Regions from separate parts of the Mus musculus genome. Here region 1 is linked to region 2. A link is a contact called in public HiChIP or PLAC-seq data. All regions are on one chromosome and are shown on one strand. Each heading gives the region's core, a stretch centred on a gene start, on an enhancer-like site or on the middle of the called end of the contact. The rest is flanking DNA. Distances are from core to core; before and after follow the strand shown. Region 1 has its middle 160 kb from the start of Gm29922. Region 2 holds the start of Plpp3 (phospholipid phosphatase 3).

Region 1 (6,940 bases), core at 2,262-4,761, 530 kb before region 2:
CTAGGTCTTTGCCTTCCAAGAACCATCTCGTAGGTAGTAGGAAAGAGCTGAAAAGTGATATTTGACCAGGAGGACAAACCCAGCTTCATCAAGGCTATGGGTACAAAGGAAGACATTGAGCTCTGGTTTTGAAGACACTAAGTGGTTTAAGATCGGATATGGAACAAACCTTTTATCATATCTGATGTTTCAGTGTGGTAATAACTGAAGGCGGAAGGAGGGAAGATGGTGAGACTGGAGAAAAGGAAGGGAGAAGTTTGACGGTCCTTCTTCCTCTCCCCACCCTTCCATACCCTGTAGTGCAGAAAGCTGCCCCTGTAAGCTCTTGTTATCAGACTCTTGTGGCATCCTGTTCATCTTCCGGTCAGAGATGCTGGGGAAAAGGTTGGATGGCAGGAGAAGATGCTGGGGTCCTCCTATGCCTGCCACTGTTCTGGAGTGTGTTTCTGGTTGCCTACTCTCTGCTGTCTTAGCACTCTTGGTTCAACTTCTTCCTCTGCATCCTCATTATGCTGTGCTCTCCAGACTTTTAGTAAGGAGCTCACCTTTCGTGCTCCTTACAGCCCTATGGATGGATGGCTGCCGCTTGCTCTGTCCTTAGTCTCTAAACCACTGTCTCTCCGTCTCTGTAGCCTCACAGTTCTTATTAGTTCATTGCCACTGTTAAATTTGCTCCATTTAACTTGCTGCATGAGTTCTACTATTTTTCCTGGAGTCAGATTGAAACAGGGATGAAAGATGGAAAAAGACCTCACATTTCTTTGTCCCAGCATCCCTACCCCTTACCATTGGCCTGCAGAGCAGATATACTCAATAAATAACCACAAGTCAACTAAGAAAGACAGAGAAAATTAGTCCTAATTTTCTCAACCCCTAGCAATCATGAATCCAATGAGGATGAAAATGAGGGTGTGGCAGGGTTGGGTTAGGGGGACCCTGGTTTTGTAAATCCTTAAAAGTGAAAGTCTGTCAGTTAGACAGCTCATGAGACAGGGCTGCCACACATGCTGGGACTAAGAGGAAACCACCTTCCCACAAGACTCAGTCTAGACGAGGCAGAGAGCTTTCTGAAGCCTTGAAGCCACTCCAATTTCTGGGGAAGATCAAATGTAGATAAAATACTGGCGCTCTAAAAGCTTTGTGGTTCAAATCAGAAGATGGATGTCAGTTCCTCACTGAATGAGGCTCAGCAGGGAGTCAGGAAGACCAGAGGACAGCAGGCAGGGCTCTCATGGTTTCCAGGGTGGGACCTCGTTCTTAAACCAACCAGTCTTTGTAACTGTATATTTGATCAGGCTTTCCAGGACTCCAATTCTGATCAGCATTTCTCTCCCAAGTAGCAAGATGCAAAGGAAGGAACATAAACTTGAGAGCTCAAAGCAAGATTCTGATTTTCCTTTTGCTGTTTATTGGTCTTCAGATCTTGTTGAAGATAAAGTATCTTTACGTTGCAGAGACTTTTACCTGTTAAGACAGATATGTAGTATCTACATCACATGGAACAGAGCTATTAAAATAAAATTATTTGACATGGAGAGATGTTTGGCAGTTAAGAGTGTTTGCTGCTCTGTAGGGGACCCAAATTCTCTCGCCCTATTGAGTGACTCACAGCTGCCTATAACTCCAGCTCAGGGAAACCTGATGTCCTCTACTAGCTTTTCTGTATACCTGTACTCCTGTGTGTGTGTGTGTGTGTGTGTGTGTGTGTGTGTGTGTGTGCGCAAGCGCACGTGTGTGCATGACATTATTTAATATTTTAATGAAAACAGTAATGGGTTAAAGAGACATGACAGAAAGTAGGTTTCCAGGTGGGGTCTCTGCCTTGGCCCCGGTAGTTAACCTGTTGTTTCTTCACTTAACCAAAAAGGCTGATAATAGCATCTACTTACTGTTGTTGTGATCCAAGATGACTGTTATGAAGCACAGTGCCTGGTACCTCATGAGTGTTCAACACCTTCAGAATGAGAGTGTCCCACTTTGCACGTATGAGACACGTGCCTGGGTTCTCTAATCCTCACACTATTCTGTAGATTAGTGTTGACAAAGACATTTACACAAAGTTATGACTTGCCAAGGGTTATGAAGGTCACCCTTGCCTACGGTTACATAACTGATCACATAGTAAAGTCTGACCAACTACAAAGCTCTTACTTAAAAACATGTATATTATTATTTAATTATTAATGATTAATATGGTGTTATTGAACTATATATAAGGTACTTTGTAAGACCACTTATTATTAACCTACCAGTTTCCTACTTTTTATGTGTAAAGAAGGACTTACTATCATCTGTGATATACTCCTCTAGGATTAGAGTTACTTTCTCAAGTGGACAGGAGCCACTGCTCCTCCATACAAACCAGGATCTCCTTTTCTGCCCTAGAGAAAGAAAATGTGTCCTTACTATTTGGTGTGATCTCAGGATCAGATCCAAAGGCAGAGTGTATGTGGAGGAGACTTTCAGTAAAATCCATGTCTACATTCATATGATGAGTTAGAAAGCTAGTTTAGAAAAATCAGTAGACTTGGGAGTCCAGGAAGCAGGAATTTAGGTCCAACTTTGGATCTGAAATGCATGTATGCGCGCGCGCGCGCGCACACACACACACACACACACACACACACACACATACACACACACACGGGGAAGGGGAAGGGGGGAAGAGAGAGAGAGAGACAGTGTGAGCTTTTCACAGAGCCTCAGTTTCTTGACACGTTGAACAATGTGATTTTTGACATCAGTTTTGATCCTAAAACCTGCACAGTACTTTGCTACAATGTCCATATCCACTTGCTTAACTGGACACCACAAAGTCTTCACCTGACACCACTAGGGCGTCTCACATCCCTCAGCACCTGGCTGGGAGCAAAGTGCCAGTCTACAATTACAGCTCCCCCAAACCATTATTCCTAAGCTTTAGGCTGAACCCTAATACTGGAAGTTTGAAGTTTTTATGATTTTGGCGAGAGAAGGCATCCTGTTTTCCAGGGAGAAAAAGCTTTTAAAAAATGTATTTCTCTGCAAATCTATTCTCTCAAAATCATATTTTAGTGAGTTAAGTGCAAATGAATAGGAAACATATGCATCTCATTTTCACGGAAATTCACATGACCTGTAAGTGAGAAGGGAGAAGGGCTGGGTAGGTCAGAGACGGAGAACAGCCATATAATGGCAGGGAGGAAAGCCGTGGAACTGAAGAATCTGATGACATTCTAATTCATTAGCACTTTCTGAGGGTGACAGAGACTCTCGAGTCTCCAGAATTTAGGTTCCAAATGCATAAAGGGGAAAGAGAGAGAGAATCGTGTCTTTGCTACCAGACCACAGTTTGGACCATTTGCTGACAATGTTAGCCTGTGGGAATGCGCTACCTCAGGAGTGCCCTTTCTACAGATGGAAGGGAGCGAAGTTGCCGAAAACCCACGCAGTTCCAAGGCTCATTATAATGTGTGCAACGGTCTCCGGAGCACAGCTGGAATACAGTGCAATCTACTCATCTGCTCGTGTTTCTGCACCACTTTGGCACCTGACTTAATCAGCAGAAGTCAGGAGAAGGTGCGGCTGGCAGAGCCACCTGACCCGAGCATCTGTGAATACACTTCATCAGTTCCACCCCCCTCCATCTTTAACTCCTAAGTTCTGTGAAAAGTCAACAACCTGTAAAAATAATTGTAACGTGTGCTCTAGAATTACTATAGTCGCAGAACGGCTTACGAGTAAATACGTTACAGCTGGTGACAGGGAAAACAGCTAGCAGTGAAGTCTCAGTTCATGAGAGTCCATGCGTGCTTAATGGGTTGGGTCAGGTCTGCGCTGATAGCTTTTGAGCCCTTTCTAGGCCATTCTCTTTGAGGTTTGCCCCATATCTCCAGTCAGTTTCCATAGCCAGGACTCTTGTTTTTCTAGCTATTTCCAGGGTTACCTTCTGTTATTACACATTTCTTTTCCTTTTTTTTTTCTTATTCACTTTACATCCAGCTCACTGCCCCCACCCCCATCCAATCACAGCCTCCCATATTCCAGTTATTCAGGACCCACATGAAGACTGAGCTGCACATCTGCTACCTATGTGTGGGGAGGCCTAGGTCCAGCCCATGTATGCTCTTTGGTTGGCGGTTCAGACTCTGAGATCTCCAAGAGTTCAGGCTAGTTGATTCTGTTGGTCTTCCTGTGGAGTTCCTATCCCCTACAGGGCCTGTAATCTTTCCTCCTGATCTTCTGTAAGAGTCCCCAAGCTCCATTCGGTGTTTGGCTATGGGTGTCTGTATCTGCACATTTCCTGTGATCTGCGGGGTTGGCTGAAAGGAGGGAATTGGTTAGAGCCACATCTCTTCCCCTCTTCTCAGCCGTGGGCCTTGACCTGTCCTTTATGTGACCATTTAGTCCCTTTCTTCGTTCTTCCCCTGAGAGCGAGAGGGAGGAAGGGGAAAGCTTGTTGTGTTGCTGCTGCTTCTGGTTCAAACAAGCTGAGGGAACTGAAGTTCAAAAGCCACTCTAGTCCGATTAGACAGCTGTTGGATTCACCTGAGATATAAGCGCCGCCCTTGTACATTTGGAGAATACTTGCTGTGTTGGCTGTTGTAGTTTGTAGGCATCACAGATTAGCAGAGCTATTGATTGACTTGCTCCTTTAGTTGCTTGCATAAAACCTTTCAGTCCCACGGGAGAGCTAGAGCTCAGGATGAAAGCTTGCCGGTTAGTTCCAGCTGAATTTCTACAAGGCTTCTTTCTGTCTTGACTTATATGGTGTCCTCAGCAATATAGCCTATCTTCAAATTCTGGGAGGCCTTCAAGAGTAATTGCAGCAGCCTTTATTGTCTGGTGGGTTATTTGGATTCCCCTGAGATCAACAACTTGGACGGAGGTTTCTCATTTCTGATATTGGGATTTTTTTTTTTTTTTTTGGTTGGGTCAACGGTTGCACTCGAGGAGAATGCTATCTTCCTAATGGTGTAACTTCATTTAAACTACACACATATATATATGCACATGTACTTATATGTAATTTTAGGAAAACATAAAATAATATGCTTCCCTGTGGCCTTTTTATCCCCTAAAAATCCTTACTGTTGTTTATCCCATCTCTCTCTCTCTCTCTCTCTCTCTCTCTCTCTCTCTCTCTCTCTCTCTCTCTCTCTCTCTCTCTCTCTCTCTCTCTGCATTTCTCAGCCTCTTCAATTAAATCCCCATATCCCCATTCTCTAAAGCATTCTGAACCTTGACCAAGTATCCTTTCAGGGACCAATATTGCTCGAACTCTGAGCCTGTTACATACGTGTGCTCTACAGTTGCTGTTCTTATGCTTAAAATGTATCAGCTGTGCTTGCTAGGCAGAAGGCTCAAAAACTAAAACAGTGTATCAAGTGTATCAAGAAGCAGATGTGTAAATATCCCACCTCCAATATCTAAGGAGATGCTGAGGACCTTGCAGATGAGATGATGGGAGAGAAAACAACTGTATAGATGACTGGTTCTCCTTTATGACTCCCCCAAAGTTCAAGTCCACATGCATTTTTATTGATCTGGGAGAGAGTTTTCATAATAGAAATAACAATAATACAAAATTCAAAGGCTCTGAATGGTAGTGCACAGCTGTAACCATAGCTCTTGAGTAGCTCAATAAGGGGAATTAAGAGTTTAAATCCAGGATAGGCTACATACTAAGACTTCACCTCAAATAAAAATAACAATATCACCATTGTCTTCATTCATGTTTTTGTGTGTGTGTGGTTTTTTTTTTGTTTTTTTTTTTTTTTTTTTTGCTTTTGAAACAGGATACATAGAATGATTAATGTATAAAGGCATTTGTTTCTGACAGTCTCTGGACTAGGAGTGCTATATCTGGGTGTCACCATTTGGTGAGAGTTCACTAGTAGCACTCTGAGACAGGAAAGAGTATGTTTTTCTGAGACCTAGGGAAAAACGTGTCCAGAATTTCCTTCATCTTTTTAAAAGGCTACTATCTCCATCCTGCCTCTTCATGCTTTTTTTCTAGCCTCAATCACCTCACAAAGGCCCAACTATTTCAAATACAAATAGTATATAAATTTGGAGACTGATTTTTTAATTTAGTTTTAATTTTTTATTATTGGGTATTTATTTCATTTACATTTCCAGTGCTATCCCAAAAGTCCCCCACACCCTCCCACACCCACTCCCCCACCCACCCACTCCCACCTCTTGGCCCTGTCATTCCCCTGTACAGAGGCATATAAAGTCTGCACGACCAATGGGCCTCTCTTTCCACTGATGGCCGGCCAGGCCATCTTCTGATACATATGCAGCTAGAGACATGAGCTCTGGGAAGGGGGGAGGGGTACTGGTTAGTTCATATTGTTGTTCCACCTATAGGGTTGCAGTTCCCCTTAGCTCCCTGGGTACTTTCTCCAGCTGCTCCATTGGGGGCCCTGTAATCCATCTAATAGCTGACTGTGAGCATCCACTTCTGTGTTTGCTAGGCCCCAGAATAGTCTCACAAGAAACAGCTATATCAGTGTCCTTGCACCAAACGCTTGCTAGTGTATGCAATGGTGTCAGTGTTTGGAGGCTAATTATGGGATGGATCCCCGGGTATGGCAGCCTCTAGATGGTCCATCCTTTCGTCTCAGCTCCAAACTCTGTCTCTGTAGCTCCTTCCATGAGTGCCTTGCTCCCAATTCCAAGAAGGGGCAAAGTATCCACACCTTGGTCTTTGTTCTTCCCGAGCTTAATGTGTTTCACAAATTGTATCTTATATTTTGGGTATTCTAAGGTTCTGGGCTTATATCCACTTATCAGAGATTACATATCATGTGAGTTCTATTGTGATTGAGTTACCTCACTCAGGATGATGCCCTCCAGGTCCATCCATTTGCCTGGGGATTTCATAAATTCATTCTTTTTAATAGCTGAGTAGTATTCCATTGTGTAAATGTACCACATTTTCTGTATCCATTAC
Region 2 (6,472 bases), core at 2,289-4,788:
TCATGAGGTCGCAGCTTTAGGAGTCTCCAAGTGGGATACAGGACTCCACTGATGCTGAGAATCAGGGGAGAACCGAAGCTGGCTTCCTTGAAAGGAGCCTTTTCTACACCATGGAGGTGGCTTTATAAGTGGTACAGTGGAACATACACTAAATGACTTGTATCTTTAAAGGCAGCTAATAGAGTTTAAGACAACCGGAGATCTCTGGGGTTCTCATGGCACTCCACACCCCAGAACTAACGTGAGGAGAAAGTGAGAAGGGGTACCCTACTAAAAGAGGAGTAAAAAGGGTTTCAGAAAACCTACGAGACAAAGACTTGTAATTGTATTTAAAAGCAATTAGTGGAGAAAGGTAACTGTGGTCGCAGGTAAGCTCCCAACAGGCTTCTCTCATCCCGGATTCTCTTGGCTTTCAAACAAGAGTGGGCTTTTTGTTTTTCACCCAGTATTTAACACTCCCAAAAGGTATGTGAAGCAAGTTACACCACTCGCATATTTCCACTTACATAACAGGCACATCGCAACATCAGCTTTTAGTTTTTCCAGATACTAAGAGATGAAGCTTGGTCTATATTCCTATGGGAGAATAAATAGAAAACTGTCTCTCTTCCTAATATATTAGTACCCTGTAATGCGGACCATATGATCAATAAACTGTAGAAAAATTAAATCATACTGACAGTCTCAGGCAAAAACTGAACCAAGTAGAAACATTTTTTTTAGGACAGCAGTGCGTAGAATATTAAAATCACATGTTGCATTATTAAATCTTCTTTTGGAAGCCAAACAGAGTTATGTTGCATAACTACCTCAAGATACACGCTAATCTTACAGATAGTTTTTCCAATTAAAGGTATCAGGAGGTATTTAATCAGTAATACTGTCCTATAGTCTGTGCTTATGCCGAAGTTTGACAACTGGTTTTAGAATTTTCACTCTGGAGAGGCACTTGCTGCAAATGAAGAGTTGAAGTGCATGCACATGTACCACACCCCTACATTCCACCCTGAACACACAGAAAAACATCTCGGGGTGTCATCGTCCCTGCTTACACTATAGTTAAACAGGTATTACTCTCTGCACATGGCTTAACACCACTTTCTTCTAATAAGAATGCAACGTTTCTAAGTGCACCCCACCCACCATCAGAAGAATGTCTAGAAGGGAGAGCAATGGGTGCGAAGGCTGTCGTCGGAAATCCAGCTCTTGCTTTCCTAAGGATAAAGCAGGAGGCAGGGGGCTTGCCAGCACAGGTACCAGAGAAAGTGCTGATCCCACCCACCAAGGAGACACTCAAACCCTGGGAGGCCTCAGCCCAGGTAGCTGCTGCACCCAGCTTCTATGCTTCTAAGTATTTAGTGGTCTCATCCTCCTCCTCACCCCAGGACCTGGAAGGGTCTTTTAAAAATTCAACAACTTGATTATAAGACCTTAAGTCATCTGGCTCACTACGCATGATAATAAGCCTGCCGCCACCAGGAAGGCAGGCCCCCCAGTGACAAGTCCTCTGAATAGCATCCTAAGGTTGAGCGCCTGGGATCTGAGCAGAGAATTGGATCTCCATAACTACTACTGTAAGCCCCCTGGCCTTTCACAGCCCGTAATCTTCCCTCCAACTGTCCCTATCACAAGAGGGCCATTCTTAATTTTAAATTCTAAGAAACCCATCGTCTCACAGAATTCTAAGGAAGGTAGTCCGGCAAGAACAAGAGGCCACTGCCTAAGAGTCTTCAATGAAGGAAGTTAAGCCAGGTCGCCACAGCCTGCCCCGGCTAACCCCCTTCCAAAAGGATGAAGCCTCCGTGCAGGAGTTCTTTCTATTTTGGGGGAACTTAACTGGGAACACAGATGTTTCTTCCGTTAGCCGTGTTGGCAGAGCGGCTCCTGGACGGCATCCGAGTTCTTAATGCAGGAAGGGGCCTCACAGACCATCTACTTGAATCCACTCATTCAACTGAGGAGGATACTGAGGCCAAGGGGGTACTTAGGTGGCACACCCAGCTGGTGGCAGAGGGGCAATGCTTTGGTGACAAGTTTTCCACACATTTACATCAAAAGTCGCTTTAAAGGAAAAAGTCCTATTTTTTTACTTCAACCCTGGATGTATGTCAATTGCTCCCCCCCCCCCCCCGTTTAATAAATCCTTTTTCTCCCACTTCAATTCCTGAGCCTCCCACCGCTCTTTCAGCTGAAACTTGCATCTGTTCTAATAGTTGAGCTAGCGCCTCAACTTTGAGGGAGTGTAGCTCCACTGTGGCCCCCAAGCAAGACTGTGGCAGGCAGCCTTTCTTTCAGTGGCCTCCCGGCACAAGTCAGGGAGTGAGCTAGTTTAAAGCTGATGCCCGGGAAGCGGCCTATCAACTGGCACACAGTAGGCGCTCAACAAGTGATGTGCTCCTCGCTGCCCAGCACCTGGCCCGGTAGAGCCGCGTTCCACCCTCTGGGGCTTTCAGCCAAGCGAGTAGCGAGTGACAAGGCCGGCTAGCGCGACTGGCCCTGCAAGGCAGCGCGACGGAAGGGGTGGATGTTTACATGCAGCCGGGACGAGCAGCGCCACTCCGGCAGGAGCCTGCCTTGCTCGGAGACCGAGATGGGTCTCACTCGCATCTGACTCGGATACAGAGCAGAGAGCCACAGGTTTCCTCCATATCTTGGAGCTCGAGCTCACACCTTCCGAGGTGCTGGGCCGGACTCCCAGCTGGAGATCACCCCTAAGGAGGTGGTTCCAGCTGCCGCGAAAGCACAAGCACGCCCCAACTTGAATTCGCAGGCCGGGGATTGGGGGTCCGGGAGGGCGGGGAGCTCGCGGCCAGCACGGCGCCCGGGGGTGGGGGAGATGGCTGCGGGACCCTGGGGGCTGACAGCGCAGCGGGGCCCGGGGCCCGGAAGGGGTTGGGTGGGACCCGTGGGACTGCGCTCACCCATGAAGAGGCAGAAGAGGTCCAGGCAGATGAGCAGCACCCGCTTGCTGCCGCCCTTCCTCGGGTTGTTGTTGAGCGCCGGGCTGCCGCCGTTCTTACTCTCAGGGACGATCGCCTTGTCGTACTTGTAGCTTTGCATGGCGCTGGCTGCGGGGAGCCTCCCGGGGCGATGCGGGCCGCCGCTGCTCAGGAGCGGGTATGCGGGCTCGGGACGCGGCGGCGAGAGTGCAGCCCGGCGGAGTAGTTCCAACTGCAGACGCGGGTAGGTTTCCCCTCTGGGCGCCTCTGCTTTCCTCTCAACCCCAAACTGTTCGCTAGTCCAAGGGGAAGAGAGCCAAATCCCGAGCAGGAACTTTTGCAGAACTGTGCTGCCCCGGACGCGTCCGGCTGGCGTGCGTCTGCGTGCTGGAGTTTGCGAGTGGGCAGCGTCGGCGTCCCGCCACGATCCTCCGCAGCTACTTAATGAATGGAGCAGCGCGGAGCCCTGCAACTCCGCAGCGTCCTGCAGCTAGCTCTCCTCAGCGTCTGCCCAACTCCAACTCTGCCTCCTCCTCCTGCTCCTCCTCCTCCTGCTGCTGCCGCCCGGGCTGCCGCTGTGATCGCTCGGTTTGTTTTCTGAGCTTATATTTCACGAGCGCCTTTAAAAAGCGAGGGGGGAGGAGAAGGACCTCCTTACTTGGCTCCAACAAGATTCAGAAAGCACAGCCCCTTCCTTAAGCTGCCTAAAACGTAGGATAATTAAGGCCACATTTCCCCCACCCCTTTTCCAAAAAAAAAAAAAAAAAAAAAATCGTAAAAGAAAAAGTTGTTCTCAAACCAGAGAATCAGGGAGCCCCTAGCGTTCAGAAACTCCAAAGCATCACAAAAGGGGAGGAAAAAAAACATATAAATAAAATTTTTTTTTCTTGCTGGCCTTTGATTAGAGGTGGGGAGAGGATCGGTGGGAGGTCTATAATACTAAAATGCTTTCTTTATTTACTTGTTTATTTATTTACAAATTTCAGCCTTGAATTGGATTATCCTAAAAATTCAATTTTCAAGGAAAGCTAGGTTGGTTGTTGTTTTGCTTTTAACGCTCAGCACCGGATAATTGTGCTAGATTCCGAAGATCCTACGGTGTAAAAGACTCCGGGCTGGGCGGTGGTGGCGCACTCCTTTAATCCCAGCACTTGAGAGGCAGAGGCAGGCGGATTTCTGAGTTCAAGGTCAACCTAGTCTACCGAGTGAGTTCCAGGACAGCCAGGACTACACAGAAAAACCCTGTCTCGAACCTCCCCTCCACCCCCCCCCCCCCCGAAAAAAAAAGAGACTCCAGAGCCAGACCCCCTGTTCTAGAATCCTATGTCTCTGTGCCTTAATTTCCCCGCGAGTAAACTACAGACACCAAAATATTTCTCCCCAGGCAGTCATGGTGGAGATATAATTGATTCTTTCTCATGTGCTTCTGCAGCAAAGCTTGCACAACAGAGGAGCTCGGTGAGTTGAGCCAATACTACTAGTTCTGAACGTGGGTAACCAAAGCCAAGCCTGCCCGCCTCTTTCCTAGTCCAGCTGGCCTCCGGCATACCTGAGCATTATTGGCCTTGACTTTCAAGGAATCTGATGTTTCCCTTTGAATACTTTTTATATGGTTTTATATGATTTTTAAAGTTGATTACTTTTTTATGAGCTGGTTTTTTGTTTTTTGTTTTTTTTTCCTTCAAGAGAATCAACACTTGAAGGGTCAGGACCCTCCCTTACATTTTCCTTAGTATCAAGCTTGGAGCACAGTACATAGCATACAAATGCACATTTCTTCCAAGGGTCTTTATAATACAGAGGTGGAAATGGCTCAATGGTTCTAGCATTGTTGTTTGTTTGTTTGTTTGAGACAGGGTCTCTCTCTCTCTCTCTAGCCCTAATATGTCTTAGAACTCACTATGTAGACCAGGCTGGCCTCAGACTCACAGAGATAGATCTGCCTGCCTCTGCCTCTCGAGAGCTGGAATTAGATGCAGCTGGTTCTAGTTTTTATAAAAAGATTATTCTATCTAGTATTCTATATCAGTCTATACAGACTAGTGTTTTGCCTGCATGTATGTCTGTGTGCCATATGCTCGAAGCACTCACAAAGGCCAAGGAGGGCTGTTAGATCCCTACAACTGGAGTTACAGATGACTGGGAGCCACTGTGTGGGTGCTGGGAACCCAATCTGGGTCCTCTGCAAGAACACTAGTTGCTCTTAATCACGGAGCCATCTCCCCAGCTCCAAGTCCTAGCTTTTGGATGGATAGTACAAATGATATCCGACTGCCCTAGTGGGCCACTCCATAACTCTGTATCCCACCGCCAGCCCTCTTGAGTATCCCTTTTATTGCCTACCGCTTCGGTCCCACCCCTCTACCTACATCATAAACCTTCCTCCCCTCAACTAGCACACTGTTTCTCCTCCGGTGCACCCTGATCTTTCACCCCCTCTCCTTGTCCTGCTTGGTTCCAGCACAGGATTAATTTTACCTTCAATATTTCGCCTAGGCCACTCGTGCAACACTCAGTCTAACTTGGTGTCAGTTAACAAAAACTAGTCATTTGTGTAAATGGCCTTTGACGTGGGACCGTTGATTATCCTCAGTGAGCCTCTGTAGTGCTCAGGGTTTGAGGTATGCTGAATTAAGCCCACATTGGACCTAATTAACGATGAGACTGGCAAGGAAAGGCAAAGTCCTGTCTTCTGAAAGCAAGATGCACCAAGAAAGTGCTGGAGCGGACGTGTCAGCTGCCAATCAGAGGCATCCCGCCCATCAAAGGAGAGCAGGTGAGGCCCCTTGGCATCTAAGAGAAGTTCCTTGAAACCCCCTTCAGGAGAAGCAGCACAGCCTCACCTGGGAAAACAGCAGCAACAATGCGAAGCTAATGTTATAATTAACAGCACTCTAAAAGGAATTCTGGGTACCCGAGGTTCTTCCATGCTCACAATCCTCTTCTTCACGTGCAGAAACCTCCTTGAAATTCAATGTGCCAAATCTTCAGAATTCCAATCAGCACAGAAAGGCAGCTTCTGCCGCCTGCTCTAACCTGCCGCCCACCTTGGGTCCTCCAGCATCTGCGCTCCCACTTCCCACTCCGGCTTCATTCCCTTGCACAAGTGGCCATAACTTGCTGCTTCAAGGCCTGAACCCTGAAGCCTGTCTTAGAGATCTGAAGGAGCAGCAGTGAAAACCACTGCCCAAGACACAACTGAGTGGAGCTCAGCTAGTCCAACCTACCTGCTCCTCCTCCTCCTCTGGAAGATGACTTACATTAACAACAAATGCACTTTAAAAGCCCAGCTTTTCTCCAACCATAGCTGAGCCATCATTGCTGTTTTTACAAATTACTGAGATTGCTAACTTTAGCCCACACTAGCTTCGGTTCAAGGAATCTATTTTATATTAAGGTTCTCTGGCTTAACCTCAATCACTTATTAGGAAAGGTAAAAATCTGTTATCCCAAAAGCAGACTAAAACAACAACAACAACAAAAAAGATAAATGAATGTTTAAATAAAAGCTTTCTATTTCTACTTACAGGGCT

Evidence for each region. HiChIP or PLAC-seq counts read pairs in DNA pulled down with a chosen protein or histone mark.
Region 1: an H3K4me3 HiChIP or PLAC-seq map of embryonic limb bud shows a contact between it and region 2, with 6 times the contacts expected there. The contact joins the enhancer-like site here to the promoter of Plpp3 in region 2. A contact is called at or near these places in 8 of 39 promoter capture datasets (3T3-L1-derived adipocytes, the C10 cell line, the HPC-7 cell line and 5 more), 1 of 15 datasets of contacts at CTCF or cohesin (the NIH/3T3 cell line), 8 of 484 Hi-C or Micro-C datasets (cardiomyocytes, cerebellum, embryonic stem cells and 2 more), 16 of 115 datasets of contacts at active chromatin or transcription factors (the NIH/3T3 cell line, craniofacial prominence, embryonic forebrain and 7 more) and 2 of 9 other capture datasets (embryonic stem cells and pancreatic islet).

What each region holds. Positions count from the first base shown.
Region 1 is chr4:105,685,147-105,692,086 of GRCm38.p6, reverse strand. No RefSeq gene overlaps it. Among named protein-coding and RNA genes, the nearest start is that of Gm29922, 160 kb to the left of the region's middle. Within about 2 kb of position 3,511, at least 3 of the 459 cell types and tissues checked have an H3K27ac peak or open chromatin away from gene starts, as enhancers often do. A contact at or near this core is called in embryonic limb bud, where this site is marked.
Region 2 is chr4:105,154,413-105,160,884 of GRCm38.p6, reverse strand. Plpp3 (phospholipid phosphatase 3) reads right to left here and starts at 3,538. Exons shown (of 6, transcript NM_080555.2): 1 at 2,922-3,538. The coding sequence starts at 3,060. It overlaps Gm29838 (a long non-coding RNA gene), which reads left to right and starts at 4,214. Exons shown (of 2, transcript XR_376486.3): 1 at 4,214-6,472.